Regions from separate parts of the Zea mays genome. Here region 1 is linked to region 2. A link is a contact called in public Hi-C data. All regions are on one chromosome and are shown on one strand. Each heading gives the region's core, a stretch centred on a gene start, on an enhancer-like site or on the middle of the called end of the contact. The rest is flanking DNA. Distances are from core to core; before and after follow the strand shown.

Region 1 (6,835 bases), core at 2,925-5,424, 290 kb after region 2:
TAAATGTTTCTGAATCCTGTAGGATACTTTGCTAATCCATTACTGAGTAAGTAGCGTACTGGTGTTTTGTTGGTTCCTGTGGTTTAGGCTCTATCAATAGTGTTCCTGAAATACATAATAAAATTTTAGTTCTGTCACCAAATTGGCATAGTAAAGACAATGCACTATGTCAAAGTTATGGACATTGGAACGGGTAATCATAAAGAAACGGGACTGAATTACCGTTGAATCCAATCTTCTTCTTGTAGTCAACAGCAGCTTGAAGAAAATTAGCCTGGACAAATCCAGCAAACAATCAGATAATTTGGCCACAAAGTAAAGCTAAGACAGAATCGGCAAATAAACCCCATTCATACCAGATGGTCAAGTTCTCTCTTCATATCAGTATTCAGAAGAGTTTGGTAACCCTCTCTTCCACCCCAGAACACATAGTTTTCACCACCTAGGTAGTGAGTGACCTGCAAGGAGATAAGGTCAAATAAAAAATTGGGCGAAATGAAGGAAGATTGATCATGGTGATCACAGATAACCCACCTCCAAAGCTTTCTTAACTTGTGCTGCCGCATAAGCATATACTTTAACCTCTGGGCTGCAACATTAATGAAGAGTGATTAATATTCATCTCTAGTCATACTCCGAGTTCATAACTTTGTTTAGAACACACAAAACCAACAATCCAACAAGATACCAACCTCGTAGCAGCGCCATGCATGTAACGTGGATGCATAAAGAGCTGTGCGGTACCCCACAATGGCTTTATATTGGTCTCACCCTAAATGGAATTAAAAAAAAAAGCAAACAGGGTAATGCAAAATGGTGGGGTACAGCTAAGTGCCAGCAATTTAAAGGTTAAACTAACCTGCAGCTGCTTTGCCAGCTGGACTATCTCATCCAAGTTAGAATTTGTTTCCTGCAGTGTGAGAATAAGTCTTAGGAAACTTCTAAGAGTAATGTTACTGAACTAAAGTCGTCAGTTGTTGCAACACTTCATCTTAAAAAGTATCTAACAGGAGATGAAATGTTTGCTGCTTCATTTACAGATGAGTTTTTCCTATAGTCAGATGGGTGTGAATGAAATAAAATCAAAATGAATCCTTTTATGTGAGCATAAGATAGCTGGAACACATCAGGAATCATAATTGTATGCTCAATACATAGTCCAATAGATAATTAGTAGCATCCAATAACAAATCGACCCATAACAACCAGAACCATATGTAATTTCTAAGGTTGCTCTTAAAACAGTATCGTAGATAACTCCACCAAGCCACTTTACTGGCTTCATTTATTAACTGTTAGCACACATGAAACATAACTGAAGGACACAGCTATCGAACCAATTGTAAGGTTGAATACTGAAAATTGCTTCTGCGATAGCAATAACAGACCAAGCCAATTATACTTATGAGTTCATGCATTAACAGAAGTATACAACACAACTGATGGACATACTTCAAGTGTCTTCCCATCCGGGGCAATATCCCTGTCATGGAAGCACCATTTGTTGACTCCCAACTTCTCCATGAACTCAAAGTGAGCTCTCACTGAAATGTCAGTTGAAACAGAAGTTAGTTCTTCCAACAAACAGACCAAAACATAACCCAGAAGGCTAGGACTAAAGCACAAAGGTAGGTTAGGCGATCATCATACTTCTTCTCTTAGCCATGGCCAACGAATTTGTGCCATCCTCCCAAGGCCAAGTCATTGTAGGAGCACCGAAAGGATCAGCGCTAGTACCACAGAACGTGTGCCAGAAGGCAACACTGAAGCGCATCCAATCCTAATAGCAAAGCAAATAAGCATAGATGCAAAGGGTTGATGTACTTCACAGTGAGTGTAAAGAGGGGGTATAGTGAAGCGGCAGATGGGGGTTCACCAGAGGGAGAACTCTCAGCTACGCATAATAGTGAAGCAGGACCCTCTCATGCTCCAAATTCACCTCAAAGTCAGGGGTCAAGTACAGCTACAGGTTGGGTATCTCCTCCTGAGCAGAGTCCTCAGTTTTCAGCAGGGGTACCAAAGAGATACAAAACAATTGCAGATTTGTATGACTCAGCAAATGAAGTACTTGATTTTGAATATAGTGGGGTGTGCATGTTAGCAGCTGATGAGCCAATGAACATAGAACAAGCTCTAGAAGAGGCATGCTGGAGAAAGGCCATGGAGGAATAAATGGAGTCCATTCATCAAAATGGAACCTGGGTGGCTGCTGATCTGCCAAAGGGTCAAAAGGCAATAGGACTGAAGTGGGTATTCAAGGTAAAGAAAGATCCATCAGGGAGAATTGTGAAACATAAGGCTAGGCTGGTTGCAAAGGGGTATGCTCAAGTCCAAGGGATAGACTATGATGAAGTTTTTCCTCCTGTGGCAAGGTTGGAGACAGTAAGAATTTTACTGGCTCTAGCTGCACAAAGGGAGTGGGAGGTGCATCACATGGATGTGAAATCTGCATTCTTAAATGGAGAACTTTGTGAAGAAGTCTATGTTAAACAACCACCTGGTTTCATTGATCCAACCTGTGCAGAAAGGGTCTTGATTCTTGAAGCTGAACAAGGCATTATATGGACTCAAACAGGCTCCCAGAGCCTGGAATGCCAGACTTGACAAGGAGCTAGTAAGTTTGGGTTTTAAAAGAAGCCCAAAAGAACATGCTGTCTATAAAAAAGGAAAGAATGCGTCTCGGTTACTCATAGGTGTATATGTGGACGATCTCATTATTTGTGGGCCAGATAACAAGTAGATAGAGGTGTTCAAACAGCAAATGAAAGGAAGGTTCAGTATGAGTGACCTTGGACTGCTGATTTATTACCTTGGTATAGAAGTTACACAAAAGCCTGGTGAAATCACTATTTGTCAAAGCGCATATGCTGATAAAATCATTGAAGTCTGTGGGATGAAAGGGTGTAATCCAGTTGACATTCCAATGGAGCAACAATGCAAGTTAATACCTGGAAAACCTGACAAGGTGTTAGCTGCTACCAAGTACAAAAGTATAGTTGGGAGTCTGAGATATCTTGTAAACACCAGACCTAACCTAGCATATTTTGTGGGAATGGTGAGCAGGTTTATGGAGACACCAAATTCTGAACACTGGACTGCCATTAAAAGAATTGTAAGATATGTGGCTGGTACAACACAATACGGCTGTAGGTATGTAAAAGGGGACAACTCCGAATTGTTGGGATATTCAGACAGCGACCATGCAGGTGATCTTGAGAAAAGGAAAAGCACTACTGGTGTCGTGTTTTTTTCTGGGAGGAAATATAATTCAGACAGCGACCATCCAGACTTTCATCACTAAATCAATTATCTGATTAATCAGTAAAAAGATTTTCTGTTACATTTAGTCAGAATCATGTATAGACTAAACCATTCCTGAACACAAACAACATGAAATAATACATGACCGCATTTGACATAATGGATAAAAAATTGAAATGGAAAACAATGATCTACAATTTTTCAATAAAAAATGATTCACTAAAAAATTAGCTTATGCTTTTACCTTGGAGGGCTCGGTTGCAAGTTGAGGATAAAGTCTGGATGCATTTTGTACGCAAAGAAGGGCTGAAGCAACAGGCTGCTGCAGAAGCTAAACGAAAAAGAGTTTTCGAGAGAGAAGCATCTCGCAAAGCTTTGCAAGAGTTTATTACATCTATTGTACGCTCCCCACATTCTACATTATCTGCAGATGGTGAAAAACTAAGCTGTTACCGCACTTGAAGGGAGCCACTCTTGCAGATGGTGAAAAACTAAAGCCAGATCCAGATCAGCAGAGCGCGATTAAAGCCAGATCAGAGGCGACAATTCAGATCTAGCGCACTAACCTTGTCTCCAGTGAGGTACAGAGCGAGCAGCTTCACGGCCTGCAGCGAGGTAGCGGCTGACGAGTCGATCTCGCTGATTACCAGCTGCACAAACACAGAAAGGCATGCGCGCGTGCCCACCTATCATAGCCGGAACCAACTGCGGCGAGCTAGCGGTGAGGCGCCTGACGCCCAATGTGTTCGCACCTGGTAGGAGCCGAGGGCGATGTAGGAGCAGAAGACGATGGCATCGCGCTCAGCGGCGGCGTCGGCGTCGAGGCCCGGGATGTCGATGTTGTTAATGGCTGCCTGGTAGGCGCCCAGGTAGAAGAGGTTCCACAGATTGAAGAGCAGGTCGGGGGAGGCCATCGCTGCAGTGCAGCAGAAGACGGCGGCGACGAGGCTTGGGTGGGAGAGAGATCCGGGAGGTCGTGGTTGCTCTTGAGTCTAGACTCCGCTCGGTCGTCCCTTCGGTTCGAGTTGATGCGGGGGACGCACGGGCCAGTTCGCTTCCGCTTGGGCTCCCACGCCGAGTCCCGGGACGGGTCAGCGGACGTCGCCGCCACCGGCGAGGGGATCGGCTTCAGAGCGTAGGTACTGCTGGACGAGTCGACGACGGGCGGGAGATCGAAGTAGCCGGCACCGGCGGCGGCGCCACTTGTGACGCTGGACGAGGTGGACGCGAGCCGAGACGGCGGCCCAGGGCCTGTCCCCAAGGGCGAGGCCGCGTGCCCGCGAGCAGGAGGGAGCTTTGGAGCTGGGCGAGGCCGGAGGGGCGGACCATGGACGGATCTGGGCGAGGAGGCGGCGTGCCAAACCACCAGAGGCGGAGGGAGCTGCAGCTGCTGGGCAGGAGCCATGGCGTGCGGCGTCGTGGCGGCCGATTTCGGGAGCGAGTGCGGTAGGATTGCGCGAGGGGGAGCACGGACGCGATGGATGATTCATATGGAAGGTTGTCGAAGGAAGGTGCGCTAGGGCCGATGATGGCGGGGATTCCTGAGATTGCGCGTGGGGAGGACGATGATGGCGGGGATTCCTGAGATTGCGCGTGAGGAGGACGGGCAGAACACGGTGCACTTGTGCACGCCTACAATAGGGTCTTATAGAGTAGTAATAGATTGAGTTTGCCAGGCTTAACTTCCCCCGCTCGGGCTCGAGTCTCACTGTCCCACCAGAGCCTGAAGCCAAAACGAGTCACCGATGTCCTGGACCAGCTGATCCAGCGTCGGGTTAAACCCAACTCCAATTCCGCGCGGATTTACGTCAGAAATAAGCTGCCCTCTCTCTCTCTCTCTCTCTCTCTCTCTCTCTCTCTCTCTCTCCCGTATGGATTGAAGTGCTTCTTTATTCTATCTATACAAGAGGTCCAGCTCCACCTCCCGTAACTGGTGCTGTCTCGCGGAGGGGGCGGGCAGTGCTGTCGCCGATCTCCAGAACTGCGTGCCATCCGTCCATGGCACTAGTCTGCTGTCACCGATCTCCATAATGTTCAGATTGCTTCTTTTGTCCGTTTTCAAACTCAACAGAAGCTACAACAGACCATGGAGGTGCCCTCCATTTCGTCTTCGGTGTTCAAGCTCACCGGATGAAACTGCAGCTGCAGATGAATGCTCTATCACACTCAGTACGCACCAGTGGCCATGCTCAAAAGTTTTCAGCTGCAGAAGTATGATCCCATTCAACCCAACGACCAGAACCACCTCCCGGCTAAGGCTTAAACTGCTCTCCACTACAATTCACTTTCAGAACCCCCCAACCTGAAAGTCCACAGCTGGATCAACCACTAAAATTGGCTTGCATTTCAAGGATGGCACACGCAGTGCGCCATTTATTCCATTTCAATCGACTGAGATAAACAAGTAAAGAGAAAGGAGGGGGAAAAATTATCTATTCTGTATACACAGCTTTTCACCTAGAGACATCAAAGAGATGCACATCAAGTATCGCTAGCTAGTCTGCGGGTACTCCTTCACAACAACACCTCCTTCAAACTCTATGGGATCCGGAAAATCGTCCCGTGAAGCCCTCTTGAACGAGAACGAGTTCTCTTCGTCCTCGTCACTCCCCTCGGTCCCCTGAGACTTCGCTGTATTTTTCCGAGCAAGTGCTTGCCCCGACGTTGGCATGGCCTCCCAGCTGTGGTACTTGTTTCCATGGAAGGCAAAACGCCAAGAGCCCTGGGATGGGGTACTTCTGAGGTGAGATGGACTGGATTGGAACTCTTCCTGCTCCCGCACCACCCTTAGTGGGTTCTCCAGTGCTTTCAAGATGTATCGAGCGAGTGGACGCCTAGAGGGCTTTGGATTCAGGCATGTCTTCGCGACGATGGACACTGCCCACACTTCCTCTAGATGGTCATCATCCACAACAAGGGTGGGATCCACAATACCTGAGACACCCTCCTTGTCATTTGCGTTGATGTAATCTAATGTTCTTGCTAACCACTCTTCTGAATCTGCGTTGGTTGAGCCACTCGCACCGAAGTTTCCAGTGATTAGCTCTAGTAGAACCTTCCCGAAACAGTAAATGTCGTATGAGCAGCTAGCTGGTGGACCTGTAAAGTGAGAAGCAGATATCATAATGTTACAACACACAGCTTTATTTTGCACACAAGCCCTTTTAGTTGCATGAATGTATATACAGAGATTGCAAATATTGAACTAAATAGAGCTGATGAGTGCTTTACACACCTGGTATGTTCTTGTCAAGGGACCTGCCAGAAAGAAACAAATACTACTGTCAGCAAAGGACCCTTTATGTATTATATAAATAGAACTCAAAGTTGTAGAGTAGGTGTGTTCCTTGGCAGTGCATTTTCTTAGGGGAATAAGATAGGAAAAAGTGCAGGTGTCTAACCAGGGTGAAGTATCAGTACATTATCCTACCATGAACAAATATGGTATTAGTTTAATCAAAGCTCTCAGATATAATCAAAGCTTTTAATGTGATCGATCATCGTAGAGGCAAATTATTTTAATCCTTGTTGGAGTTAATCAATATATACAATTATATGGTATTAGTTTTTATTA
Region 2 (7,171 bases), core at 2,787-5,286:
TAATTCCATTCCCCGGCTGCCGTTAACTAATCCGGTCCGGTCAGCCAGCTCGGCGTCGCCCACAGAGACCAGAGCACCCGCCTGTGGCCCCCACGAGGCAGCGAAGGATGAGAGGCGTGCGCTGTTACGCGAGAGAGGACGGAGCGGAGTGCGAGTGTCCATGTCCTGGACTCCTGGTGTCCGTCCGTACTCCGTCCAGGCTGGGCACAGCTAATGGGGCCGGGCGGGACGGGACCCACGTGGCTCGTACTAGTACTGCAGTGCAAGTTGTGCGCCATCGCCCACCGGCTCGGATTCCAGCCACAGCCAGAGCAGGTCCCTCCCAATCGCGGCGATTAGACGGATCGCGCCGGGCTGGCTGGCGCGCGCACGTGCCCTGCCGCTGCGCTGGAGCAGGCGAGCGGCAGTGGTGTGCCAGGCAGGCAGAGCAGAGGCAGGCCAGGGCCAGCCGAGCCGAGCCGTGCAGGCGCAGCAAAGCGCTCCAGCTGTGCCGGGCGCCTGGCCTGGCCGCATCTATCTGCCTGCGAGTCGCTGCGTCTGCGTGCGAACGGAGAAGCTTCTTTCTTTTCAAGACACCTGCGCACGGATGGAGATCGGGGGTGCTGTTTTATTGAGGTTGGTTGGGTGGTTACCGGAGGAAGGAGGCACAAGGCCCGCTGGGCCAGCCATGTCCGTTGTTCGTAGCAGCGAAATGCGGCATTTTATTTTTTGAAGGAGCGCGGTTTGCTTGCCACTGCCAGTGCCAGCGCATGGCGCGAACATCTAGCGCGATTGGAATGCAAATGGTCCTCCACAAGGCACGCCGCACCCCCCATGGCGATTGGCGAAGCAAGTTTGAAGGGGTGACCGCGGGCACCGGCTAATCTGGGGGAAAATAGGCTACAAGGGGTCATGTTACGTTATCTTCTGTAGTATTGATTATTGAACCTCTTCTCTCTGTCTCTCTTTTTTAAAAAGTTTTAATGCTCATGCTACGGGGGATACCGTACCGTGGTATTCATTCAGAAAAGAAGCAATCAAAGACTAGATAGACTGTCGTGGCCCGCTTCTCTCTACACGATTTTGCAATGGACAATAACGGATGTGGTGGCATGCATGCACATGGATGACATGTGGGACCATAGTGCCTACCTTCGTCGAGTCAAACGGGTGAATAAAATGGAACGTTAACAGATTGGGCAGGGCAGCAGCTAGCACCGACGGTAATTTTAGCACTGTCCTTGATCGGATAGCGCCTGAAACTTTACAATTTGGCATGAGTAGTGGTGATTGCTGATTGGATCTACTGCTGTCGTACGCTATGGGCGCTGTGTATGCATTCGTATTAAATTCCCCGCCATTGCAGCCGAATTTGAATTGGTACGTGTATGGTGCCGATTGCAGCTTCTGCAGTGCAGGCTGTTGTTTGGTCCGCCTGCTGGCTGTTGCAGAGGTGAGGTTTGCGGGCTTCCTAAAATAAGCTCTGCTCTTGCGCGAAGAAGAATGCTGCCTGGGGTACGGTGTTGCGGTTTTGTCGAATGACGATGCACACGTTAGCAATTGCAACGATTACAGACAGGGAGTTTGATGACTCTTGACCGGAATCATCGGCACCAGCAAAGACCTGCGTTGTTTCGTTTACAGTGTGAGTAGAGTACGACCCCGTCGTAGGCTGGGCTGTGTCCAGCGATTGTGTATATGTCTATACAAAACAATGTTTTGCCACTTGCATACTAGAGCTTCAAATAAGATGGGATAAGAAATGGAATAGCAGAACTGCCGGAGATTGTCTAATCCCACTTCCACGCAGGGCTTCCATAAAGCCAACGTCTTGATTCTCAGAACTGCCGGAGATTGTCTATTCTATGACAGATTTTAACTTACCCTCTATTTTCGTACCTTTAGTAGGCTTAGTATTTTCAGTAATTGCAATGACTTCCTTATTTCTTTATGTGCAGAAAAATAAGATTGTCTAGAAACGATGGGGCCAAATTTTGTCAATGTATTTCCATGATCATAATACAGATATTTTTTTTTTGTGATTAAGATTTAAACCCACTTAATCCCGTCCACGAGTGACAGCATTGCAGCTAGTCACTCTTGCGATATGTTACATAGGTGACACTTTTGGTTTGAAATCCTTCACGACGCACATCCCACGCTCATTCCAGCCCAGCCTATACCTATGTTCTACTAGATGTCAAGTCAATATGGACAAAAATATCTTTATTGGCACGGGGGTGTTTTTATGCCCTGCTCACACGACAAAACGGTTTCATATGACACAAGCCCCACATCTAGTTGATTTCATTAAATTAAAACATACATATGAAAATATAAATTAGGGTCAAAATCCATGCAGACAAATTCATTGCAATCCAATCCAAGTGATAAAACTCCGATTCCAATCCCACTTCAATGCAAAATGACTAATGCCCAGCTTGTTTTTAAGCACAAATCCAATCAGTATGGTCCAATCTATGATCTATCCCTAGTATTAACACAAGGCTAAGGTTTTTATGTCCATCTAACACAGCCATCAGATAGGGTGGTCAGGCAGATCCAATTGGATTTAGGATTATCCAAATCCACTCCAACCTCTACAAACAAACAATCAATGCACGGCGGAGACTGTCGATCACTCCCCATACGCAGCAGCAAATAACAAGACTGAGTGGTAACATTGATACTGTATTGTCTGATTCATAGCGGTTCGACATGCTCAGCTAGCATAGCAGGGAAGCATCAAGATTCAAGAGTACCATCTAGAATACACCAACTTCGTCCACACAAAGCCAAACAATTCATTACATGGTTTTATCATAAGAATAAGAGTACAGGCTATCTTTTAGGTCCCCATCCATGCTTCCATTATTGCCATGCTTTGGAGCTCCCCAAGTTTCAGCGGTACTGCATAAAAAGAATGCAACTTTTCAAATAAGAAGCCACAGCACAACTGTTTACCACGACTAAAATGCATGGCATCTTCATCATAAAAGAGTCATTTGGAAGCTCTAGATCATAAGAAACTATGGTTGGATATGGAAACAACCATGCTTCAGAGCTTACACACAAGCGGAGCAGTAAAAAGATGTTAATTATTAACGAACTCTTGCAATAAGAAACTTGACCCTGGTTCCAAATTGCTGAGGTGCCAAAATCTGGGAATCATGGGACAATTCACCATAATCACAGCAGTCTGCTATGTGTCCGCATAGAGATGACACTCAAAATCCAGAAAGACACTAATTCGAATGCAAACAACTAAACTAAGACCTACCCTACAGAACAGGATATGCAAAATCCAACAAAGTATTGGCAATGGGCATATAAGTGCAACAATATGGGCGCCATGGACATTGCTTCAAGTTCTAAGAAGCCAGTAACAGACTATTTAAACTAGTACCAGCTGGACCAACACAGATACATCACGGCGAAACATACCATGGACCATGGCATAATAGAACAGAAGAAACGGTAGGTCATAGATTACCCAACCAATGAAACAGGTAACCACTACCTAACGCAGGCTTATGTTGCAGGGAAGGAAGCAGAGGCCGGAAACTTTTGGCCAGTACCTTGATGAAGCCAATGTCCTTGGCGTTGCTGCGGAAGCACTGTCTGCAGCACATGAGCCCGTACTTTCGGATCAAGCCGTGGGGGTTAGCGCACACACGGCTGCAATCACACACCATGGCATCCATCAACAATCGCCATCATCGAGTACGAAGTACAAAAACCAACAAACGTAAGGGCAAGCAAATCTACTTGGGCTAAAGCGCTAAAATCTTAACTACAAGCTCATGCCACAACATGACGGATTAAACAGATGACATGTATATAAAATGATATCGGCGATTAAGTGGGGCGAAGGAACTAGAGGAATAGAGGATTACCAAACCCTAGATCCAGGGCCGTAGTTCTTGGGGTGCGAGTTCCACACGTTGGAGTGTCCCATGGCGGCGGCGGCAGGGGAGCAGGCCTCACAGGTAAACCCTAACCTAGTCTGACCTGGCTTATGACTCTGAGCGGAACCGAAAACGTTCGGCTTCTTCTGTAGGAGATGGATGGCATTGCTTCACTGGGCTTTTCATTAGACCAACCCAACAAAGATGACTTGATCTATCTTGGTGCTTAAATTGAACCCAAACTTGGCCCGATATGTGATCTTTCTTTATTCTTCCAGAAAAATTTCATTTATCATTTTGTTTTTGCCAAAGTTCATCTATCTACAACAGTAAAAAAAACTAAGGGCGTTTGTTTCCGTAACTAAAGTTTAATCCATGACATATCAGACATTTGAATATCAATTACGACTATTAAATATAGTTTAACTAGGAAACTAATTAGATACACAAAATTAAACGTCTTGACAAATTTATTAAGCCTAATTAGTTTATGATTAATAAATGTTTACTATAACATCACATGGGCGAATCATATACTAATTAAGCTTCATAGGTTTGTCTTGCTATTTAATCCTTATCTGTGTAATTATTTTTATAATTAAACTACATTTAATACTTCTAATTGGCATCCAAACATCTTATGTGAGTATATGCTAGGACTAAAATTTAATCCCTTCGATCCAAATAATACTTCTAACTCATATCATAGCATGCACATATCAGATGAATAAAAAACACAAGAATGTCCAGTGGAGGTATCTGATTTGTGTAAAGGACTCTACAATTTCACTCGAAAGTTATGGGAAAAGTATTGACACTGCCATTTCCATTATAGCTAAGTGTCTCAACAAACATTTGTTGCACCGTATGTCCTGATTAAAAAAATTAAAATATCCCCACAATTAAAATTAAATGAACAACATGCACATAGTCATCAGTGACACATATCATAGGGCTAATGGATTAACTCTAATAAGAAGGGAACAAGGAGGAAAGGTGTGGCACGGGCGTGGGTGAGCGCATTGGCGGCCGTCATGGGCGAGTGCACGCAAGCTAGTGGTTGGTTGCTGGAGAGGGAGCCTAGAGGCTGGCGCTACACATTAGGGTTTGGCATGGGATGGGTGGTGACCTAGAGTTCGAACATCATGGAATGAGATAGACTGAGTCTAGAGCCTAAGAGGCTAGCGTGACCTAGGTCATCATAGGCTGAATTGGGGCACGTGACCGGGTCTAGACAGGCTCCGACACTGGGCTCAAGAAAACCCCAGTGAAAACCAACAATATTTAGAGGAAGCATGATGGATCCTCGCCAATATTGGCCGCAACAAAGCAAGAACATAGTTCATATGCTAGATCCTCTATATCAAAATGATGGCTCGGTAAATAACATATCAAATATGTTATATCTATTTTCAGTGAATCTTGAGTTTAAACAAGGGACAACAACAACAACAATTGTGATAAATATGTCAGGGAAATGATCCCTGGTCCCTGTGGCCCGCTGACTAGTGAGCGCGCTGAGGAAAGATCCCCTCATTGTTGGGGCCCGTTAGTCAGTCAGAAGAGGCAGGTGTGCCAACTCTGGAAGGACTGGCCCCCGGTCGAACCCCGTGGCACCGAGCGTGGGCCTAGGATGGCGGAGCTTGACAAAGAAGGACGGGCATGTCGAAAGGGAACCACTCGAGTGGATCTCGCGTCCGGCCCCAGACCGAGCCGCCATAAATGTCTACCTGCATTAACCACGCCTGGCACCAAGCCACAACGTGGGCGCCTGTCCGCTTCCCACTCATGACCTACATACCCCTTATGCCTCATAGCATTCATGACATATGAACCCCTGAATTACGACGCATTAATAGCCCGAGCACCCCTCTGTCTGCAACGGATTAGGTCTGAGTGCACAGACCTCTTGCAGGTGAGAGCACCTAGAGGGGGGGTGAATAGGTGATCCTGTAAAAACTTGAAACTTAATGCCACAAAACTTGATTAGGAGTTAGCACAATAAAGCCAAGTGGCTAGAGAGGAGTTCTTGCAAGACACGATAACCACAAGAAGATCAACACAGATAGGCACAGTGGTTTATCCCGTGGTTCGGCCAAGTCCAACACTTGCCTACTCCACGTTGTGGCGTCCCAACGGACGAGGGTTGCAATCAACCCCTCTCAAGCGGTCCAAAGACCCACTTGAATACCATGGTGTTTTGCTTTGTTTACTATATCCCGCTTGCGAGGAATCTCCACAACTTGGAGCCTCTCGCCCTTACAATTTGATGTTCACAAAGAAACACAGAAGTAAGGCTGGGATGAGCAACGCACGCAAGACACAAAATCAGAGCACAACACGCACACAAGTCACAACTCGAGCTCACAACACAACCCAAAGAGTTCTCTACTCAAATGGAGCTCTAGTTGCTATCGCAAAGAATCGAATGCGCGAAATTGGAGTCTTAGTGCTTAGGAATGCTTAGAGAATGCTTGATGTGCTTCTCCATGCGCCTAGGGGTCCCTTTTATAGCTCCAAGGCAGCTAGGAGCCGTTGAGAGCATTCCAGGAAGGCAAATCTTGCCTTCTGTCGCCTGGCGCACCGGACAGTCCGGTGCACCATCGGACACTGTCCGGTGCGGATTTCTTTCCTGTTTTGGCGCAGCCGACCGTTGGCAGTTTGGAGCCGTTGGCGCACCGGACACTGTCCGGTGCACACTGGACAGTCCGGTGCCCCCTTCAGACCGTTGGCCCGGCCACGCGTCATGCGCGGATTGCGCGGCCGACCGTTGGCTCACCGGACAGTCCGGTGAATTTTAGCCGTACGCCGCCACCGAACTCCCGAGAGCGGCCTTTTCACCAGAGCCAGCCTGGTGCACCCAGACTGAGCAGAGTCTTGGCTGCTCGAGCCAAGACATATCTAGTTGTATTTTCTATGATTCTAGCACTTAGACAAATATGTTAGTACACAAAAACCAATGTACTAAGTCTAGAATCATACCTTTGTATTGATTTGCACTTTGTCCACCATTTGGCATAGTTTAACACTTAAGCACTTGTGTTGTACACTAAATCACCAAAATACTTAGAAATGGCCTAAGGGCACATTTCCCTTTCAATCTCCCCCTTTTTGGTGATTTATGCCAACACAACATAAAGCAACTAAAAGAAGTGCAATATCAATGTAATTTCAAACAAGAAATGATTTTGATTCAAATTTGGCATATTTGGATCATTCTTTGCCACCACTTGGTTTGTTTTTGCAAATCAACCTCAATTTCCTATCTCTAAGTCAAACACACT

The links. A called contact is a pair of places that touch in the nucleus more often than the background predicts.
Region 1: a contact with region 2 is called in a Hi-C map of ear, with 5 times the contacts expected there. The contact joins the promoter of LOC103645648 here to the promoter of LOC100280803 in region 2. A contact is called at or near these places in 3 of 25 Hi-C or Micro-C datasets (ear, leaf and tassel).

The regions. Positions count from the first base shown.
Region 1 is chr1:289,034,976-289,041,810 of Zm-B73-REFERENCE-NAM-5.0, forward strand. It overlaps LOC103645648 (coatomer subunit epsilon-1), which reads right to left and starts at 4,175. Exons shown (of 5, transcript XM_020544380.1): 1 at 3,968-4,175; 2 at 3,828-3,883; 3 at 3,715-3,752; 4 at 3,506-3,592; 5 at 3,354-3,375. The coding sequence starts at 4,175. The coding sequence ends at 3,354. It also overlaps the pseudogene LOC103645647.
Region 2 is chr1:288,749,656-288,756,826 of Zm-B73-REFERENCE-NAM-5.0, forward strand. LOC100280803 (40S ribosomal protein S29) reads right to left here and starts at 4,037. Exons shown (of 3, transcript NM_001153723.1): 1 at 3,876-4,037; 2 at 3,558-3,657; 3 at 2,642-2,889. The coding sequence starts at 3,937. The coding sequence ends at 2,881. It also overlaps the pseudogene LOC100192723.